Linked DNA regions of Sus scrofa: region 2 is linked to region 1. The links are chromatin contacts, called in public Hi-C maps. All regions are on one chromosome and are shown on one strand. The core of a region is the stretch at or near the end of the contact, and the rest is flanking DNA. Distances in the headings are between cores, read along the strand shown. Region 1 overlaps AUTS2 (AUTS2, activator of transcription and developmental regulator). Region 2 overlaps AUTS2 (AUTS2, activator of transcription and developmental regulator).

Region 1 (3,517 bases), core at 705-3,204:
TGCTCTAGCCCCCAGCAGTGATTACCTTAAAAGCAGCCCGTCATTGCTACCACCGTAGGAGAGAAGGGACATAGAACCTGTGCACCTCACCTGAGCCAAAGCCAACTCCCCACATCCCAAGAGTACAAAAGTACCTGATGGAACAGCCTAGATGAAAACACATCCGCCACTCCATAAATAGCAGAAACCAAGCTGCTAAGCAGAACTGGCTCTGTTCTTCTCAGAGACATCCTTAAGTGGAAACTAAACCCCAATCTATATTCAAGGAAATAGCACTCTTCACCTTTCTCTGTCTACGAGGCACTTCCCCTCTACATAAGAAACAACATCCTCTTCCTTACACAAAGCTTAATAAAAACTGTGCCAGGAAAAATACAAAAATACATTTAAAATTGATGCATCATGCTTTCTTGGACTATTTAATGATACTAACAGAATATAATAATGTGTCTCTTAGGAGATTAACAAAGGTACCACTTCCCAAAATGAACAAAGGGATTTTGTAATTAAATACTTTTGCTTTTTTTCTCTATACATGACTTTACTTTTTATTCAATACGGAAATGAATACCTAGTGTTTGGGCCTTATCTAGTGAAACTGACCATAGCCAACATTGTTTCTGAATATCAAATTGGAAAAAAACAAAACAAAACAAAACACGGGACACATAGAAATACTCTGTGGTCAACCAGGAAAAGAAATTCCGCGGGAAACAAGGCTGATTAGGGCAAGAGTCTTCACAGAGCCAGCATTCCAGCACTTGCTGAATGTTGAGTCTCCTCATATACCTCCCTCTGGACTGACCACAGAGCCCTCATACTCCAAAATCAGCATTTGCTCACTATAAATTAAGTTTACTCTCAACGTAGATACAGAACTGAACCTGCTCTGAGCACCTATGTATACCTATGCCCCACCTTTACAACAGCAAAAAGCAAACACTTCAAAGGCAATCTACCAGGATATTAAATGAGCTACCATAACATCCTTCATGGTGACCAGACCCCAAAGAAAAGCCTTCCCTCCACTTTTTTTGGGCTGTACCCAAGGTATGCAGAAGTTCCTTGGCTGCGCCCAAGGTATGTCAGGGATCAAACTCGCAGTGACCGCACCGTATCTTTAACCTGCTGAAACATCAGGGAATGCCACAGTTTTCAGTCTTGAAATGAACACATCTTGATACTAAAGTTAGGAATTGGGTCCACAGTCTTCCCATCAGCCTCCAACCCCCAGTGAACATATACTTTCTAAGCACCAACTACTGAGCTTAAGCACAGTGAGGTATGGGGGAAAAGACATTTGTAATTTGCTATGTGAAGTGCTTCTTAACACATCACTAAATCCTCACTAGAAATTTGCTACCTGTCTTACAGATGAGAATGAGTAAATGATGCATCCTGGGAAGGCAGAGAATGACTAAGTTCACTTAAATAATAAATTGTAGCGCTATGGCTGTACTCCTGATTGGTCCAGACCCTGTGTCCAGTGCTGTGTAGAGAGACAACCCAGCTGAATAAGACACAACCTTTGTACTCAAAGGGTTTTAGAGGTTAATTTAGATAAGGAGACAACTGGCATGAAGGCATATGACAAATGCCAACTGAGTGTACACAGCTACACAGATAAAAGGAACTCTCTTATGAAAATGAATACAAAGTCCAAGGAACATTTCAAAATCTGTTCTGTACAAAGTACCGAGATTCACAAATGAGAAAGAACAGGTTAAAGAGCTCTATAGGTCATCAGTATCACATAAATGTTAGCTGTTAATAAAGGTAATAATACCAGTTATAACTTACTTGGCATTTGCTATGGCTCAAGCACCATGCTGAGAGTTTCGCATACATTTTCTCTTTTTTTTTTTTCTTTCTCTTTTTTGGCTGACCCACAGCATATGGAGTTCATGGGCCAGGGATCAGATCTGAGCCAGAGGTGCGACTTATACCACAGTTGTGGCACTGCCAGATCCTTTAACCCACTGTGCCTGGCTGGGGACCAAGCCTGCTTCCTGACGCTGCAGAGATGCTGCCAATCCTGTTGCGCCACAGAAGGGACTCCACATTTTCTTATTTAATTAAATGACCCATCAATGTTATCCCCATTTATAACAGGAAACTGGGGAAAGAGAAGTTAAATTACCCCAGAGTCACATAAGTAAGTGGGACAGCTGGATTAAACAAGTCACTTCTGTCAAAGACCGTGTTTTTCAACCACTGTCTCCAGTGTCTCTATCTCCTGAAGTCATTTTTGTTATACAGTCTCCGAAGTCCTAAGCACTCAGATCTGGTGCACATACTGTGTATTTCTGATGGGCATCCTCAACTTGTACATTTTTCTAAACCCAGATCCCTAATGTCCACAGTTAACAGGGCCGTGGTTAATTTCCAAAAATAAAGCCACCAAAGATCCCATGTGGTCTCTAACTACTGGGGGGGAAAGAAATTCAAGAAATGATGGTACACACATATTAAACAAAGGCTACAACTACTTGGTACTTTAAACACTACTGAGCTTCTTAACAGTGCTTAAGAGAAGACTTAAATGCATTAAAAAAAAATCTCTGTACATTTGTTATTCTCATCCCGGCTTTGTAGATGAGTAAACACAGACTTAGAGACACTACCAGAATGTAAGATAGGAACTCTGTTTCTCTTCCTCTCCCAAAACCTGTGAATAACACAAGCTCCTGATTTTTTCTTTAACTTTTTTAACTTACACTTTGGTGTGTATCCCCCACCCCACCCCCCTTTTTTTTCCTTCTTTTATTTTTCAGCTGTACTCAACAGCACATGGAAGTTCCTAGGCCAGGGATCAAATCCAAGCTGAAGCTGCAACCTACGCCACAGCTGCAGCAACTCCAGATCTTTAAGCCACTGCACTGGACTGGGAATTAAACCCATGCCATCACAGAGACAACACTGGATCCTTAACCCACAAGCTCCTGATTTAGCCCAATGTTCCTCACTGCACTGCAGGTAAGAAGAAGGTAAATGAATCTACAGGAAGTCAGATGGATCCATGAAACTCCTTTTAATTAAACCATAAGAAATATTAGCGGGTAAAAAAAAATGGTGTTAGACCTTTGAAAAGATGACAAATTTGTCCATCTTAAGGTATCAAAAGAAGTAAAAAAAAAAAAATCAACAACATAAATTCCTTTAAAATTAAAAACTATAATAAATAAGGAACCATAAAAAGTATTCATGGAAAACACTGCAAAGAGTTAGAGTGTGTGTGTGTGTGTGTGTGTGTGTAAACATAAAGTTCACATCAGTTAAGAAAGAACGTAAATGGGGTTCAAATTAGCACACAAAAATAAAGGGAAGGTACAACTTTTCAGGGATACAGTTATGAAAGAAATCCAGTAGCTTTTTATCTCCAAAAATGTAAATAATGGTATTTTTAAGGCAAGTACACTTTATATTGCTAATGACAATACACAGTGTAAAAGTAATATACAAGCTGTAAAGACAGTATGCACTGAAAAACTCTTGAAGCAAAAAGGCCCTCGGTTAT
Region 2 (3,053 bases), core at 309-2,808, 350 kb before region 1:
TCAGTGCTTTGCATTTACTAACCCATCATCCTCACTTTCCAGATAAGGTCACAAAGGCCAGTGAAGTTGAGAAAGATGCCCACAGTTGACAGAGAGGCAGACTCCAAAGCCGGACCCTCCTCTTGCCTTCCATCACTACACCACCCATATACCATCTCTGCACACAAAAATCAGAGTCTACAAACAGTAAATGCTGGAGAGCGTGTGGGGAAAGGGAACCCTATTACACTGTTGGGGGAATATACATTGGTGCAACCACTGTGGAAAACAGTATGGAGATTCCTCAAAAAACTAAAAATAGAATTACCATTTGATCCAGCAATCGACTCCTGGGCATCTATCCAGAGAAAACCATGATTCTAAAAGATATATGTGCTCCAATGTTGATCACAGCACTACACAATATCCAAGACATGGGAACAACCTAAATGTCCATCGACAGAGAAGTGGATAAAGAAGATGTGATACATATATACACAATGGAATATTACTCAGCCATTAAAAGGAAAGAAATAACGGCATTTGCAGAAACATGGATGGACCTAAAAATTGTCATGCTACGTGAAGTTAGTCAGACAGTGAGACACCAACATCATACGCTATCACTTACATGTGGAATCTAAAAAAAGGACACAACGAACTTCTTTACAGATACTGACTCACAGACTTTGAAAAACTTATGGTTTCCAAAGGAGACAGTTGGGAGGTAGGGGGATACAGTGGGGGTTTGGGATAGAAATGCTATAAAATTGGGTTGTGATGATATAGACACACAGATAGACATGTACAGATAGTAAAACTACAAATGTAATAAAATTGAGTAATTAAAAAAAAATCAGACAGAGTGACACAGATCCAACTCTGATCTTGAGAAAGGAACTTAAGAAAAGGACATTCACCAGGAATGAGGGGAGGAACTGGCAAAGCTATCATTTAGCTTTAACTTAAAGTGACAAGAAAAGTTGTTAATGATCTCACTTAACTCAAGCTTCCCTGTTTCTCCAATTGATTAGAAATTAAGGTCCATTTATCATCAGTGATAATGATCTTATAAAAAGCACACAATTAAGTCAAAGTGTATTGAGAAATCACTGGTTAGAGGGCTGCCTGTACAAATGCTAAGCAGTTAGGAGTTAAACAAATGATAAGAGGCACTAGAACCATCCAGCACTACATCCACAGGAATGCTACTTCCCAGGCCTTTCACTTGCTTAATTGAGTGGCTGGCTTACTTAACTGTCCCCTTTGAAGTGATTTATTGAATCCAAAACGTGTTAAAATCTATTAGCCTAACACCCACACAAGTTCAGGGAACAGGCTCTGTGGCAATGAACAGTAAGGAGCAGAGGCTTCTCCCGAATAATCCATCTAGGTCAACTTCTCCATGCTGGACTTGGACAGCTGGGAGGCCTTCATTCAGTTCAGATACTAACAACTCTCCCTTTCCTCCACTAGTTTGGCCAATTATGGCAGCCTGGGAAATATGTCATCTAGTGGCCTCTTCTTACATCAATATTTGACTGCTTTCCATGTAAAACACGCTATTAAGTTAATCAGAAATTGACTCTCACCACAAACAGGTCGAATTAAGATAAAATCCATGCTCTTTGCCTGTGTGAAGCTGGGACACTAAACCAGACATGAATGCCAGCATACAGATTAAATGTCATTAAAGGCAATTTGTCACCTACACACATTTACCTCAATCTAATAATTAGCTAAAGGTCAGAGATAAACCTGTGTGTTTGAATCTACATCCCCCTTCCTTTAGGATTCAAAGCAAGGCTGAAGGCAGTAGGCAAATTTGCATAATCTTAAATAAACCAATCAATTTGGAAATATTCAACAGAATTAAATATTAGCAGGGGGTAATGACCCAAGAAGGCAGACTGAGGAGCAGAAAGAAGGAGGTGCCATTAAGACCTTAAGTTCTGGGCATCACAGCTTTATGGAATCACTTTCCTTATTTACTCTTGCCCTAACCTACCTGCTAACTTGACCCTTTCCACATTACTTTATTAGAGTCAATATATAAAGCATTTGTTCTAACTGGCATAAAGTGCCAAGACTGATGAATTCAGGATGCCCAGTCTGGAGTAGTGGATGAGACGTCTTCAATTCCAAGGAAAAATAACCTCTTCCCTTCTGCTCCCCTTTCCCTCTCAGTCAGTCTCACAATGCTCAGAATACAACCTTCTAGTCAAGAGCAAGTATTTTAAAAGCAGATTAATTCTGATAGAGGTAAAATGCAGATAAGGGGGAGTTCCCTGGTGGCCTGGCAGTTGGGGATCCAACATTGTCACTGCTGTGGAGTAGGCTCAATCCCTGGTCCAGGAACTTCTGCATGCCACAAGTGCGGCCATTAAAAAAATAATAATAATAATAATTAAAAGAAAGTTCCAATGGACAAGCTTCCCTTAGAGAGGGAAGATTCTTACACATTTTCTACTGAGAAGAAATTTGTAGGGGTGGCGGCTACAGGGACAGGAAAGAAGAAAGGGAGGTGGGAACCACCTATGCCAATTCTGGCTAAGATAAAAAGGCTTTGGATTCTGTGCTTTGGAGCATTCAAGATTCATTCATTCAACAACAACAAAATCTATTCCTTTGTGCAACATACTGTGAATATAATAATGAACCCAACACAGTCACTCCCCTTATGAACTGAGAGACTCTCTCCTGAGGAGTCTGAAAGAAACAGGTAATTCCTATAGAATGTTTCAACTCAGCTTTGAGGGAATTCAAGGCAGGAGGTCTGAAGAAATGCCCTTGACCCATGTGGGGAGGCAGGCAAGGGTAGAAGTAAGGTTTCTTCAAAAGGCGGCTCCACGACTTTGATTTGTTGATACTGCATTCCATTAAAAGCCTTTCTAAAACACTGTTCAGTGTTGGTTTGGGAAGAGGTGCAAACGGGTGCAGGAACCTGGCAAAAGTCCTGCGTAGAGGAGTGGAATCTCAACTAGATACCATGTCCTACATACATCAATGCGTTTCTGTGTTTGGCAGAGTCACCATTCAACAAATATTTCTGAGAACTGCTCCACAATCAAGTT

The links. A called contact is a pair of places that touch in the nucleus more often than the background predicts.
Region 2: a contact with region 1 is called in a Hi-C map of liver, with 1.5 times the contacts expected there. The contact joins two enhancer-like sites. A contact is called at or near these places in 2 of 47 Hi-C or Micro-C datasets (embryonic fibroblasts and liver).

The regions. Positions count from the first base shown.
Region 1 is chr3:13,691,753-13,695,269 of Sscrofa11.1, reverse strand. The region is part of intron 1 of AUTS2 (AUTS2, activator of transcription and developmental regulator); the gene reads right to left. Among named protein-coding and RNA genes, the nearest start is that of AUTS2, 130 kb to the right of the region's middle. Within about 2 kb of position 1,954, at least 3 of the 83 cell types and tissues checked have an H3K27ac peak or open chromatin away from gene starts, as enhancers often do. A contact at or near this core is called in liver, where this site is marked.
Region 2 is chr3:14,040,831-14,043,883 of Sscrofa11.1, reverse strand. All of the region lies in intron 2 of AUTS2 (AUTS2, activator of transcription and developmental regulator), which reads right to left. Among named protein-coding and RNA genes, the nearest start is that of AUTS2, 480 kb to the right of the region's middle. Within about 2 kb of position 1,558, at least 1 of the 83 cell types and tissues checked has an H3K27ac peak or open chromatin away from gene starts, as enhancers often do. A contact at or near this core is called in liver, where this site is marked.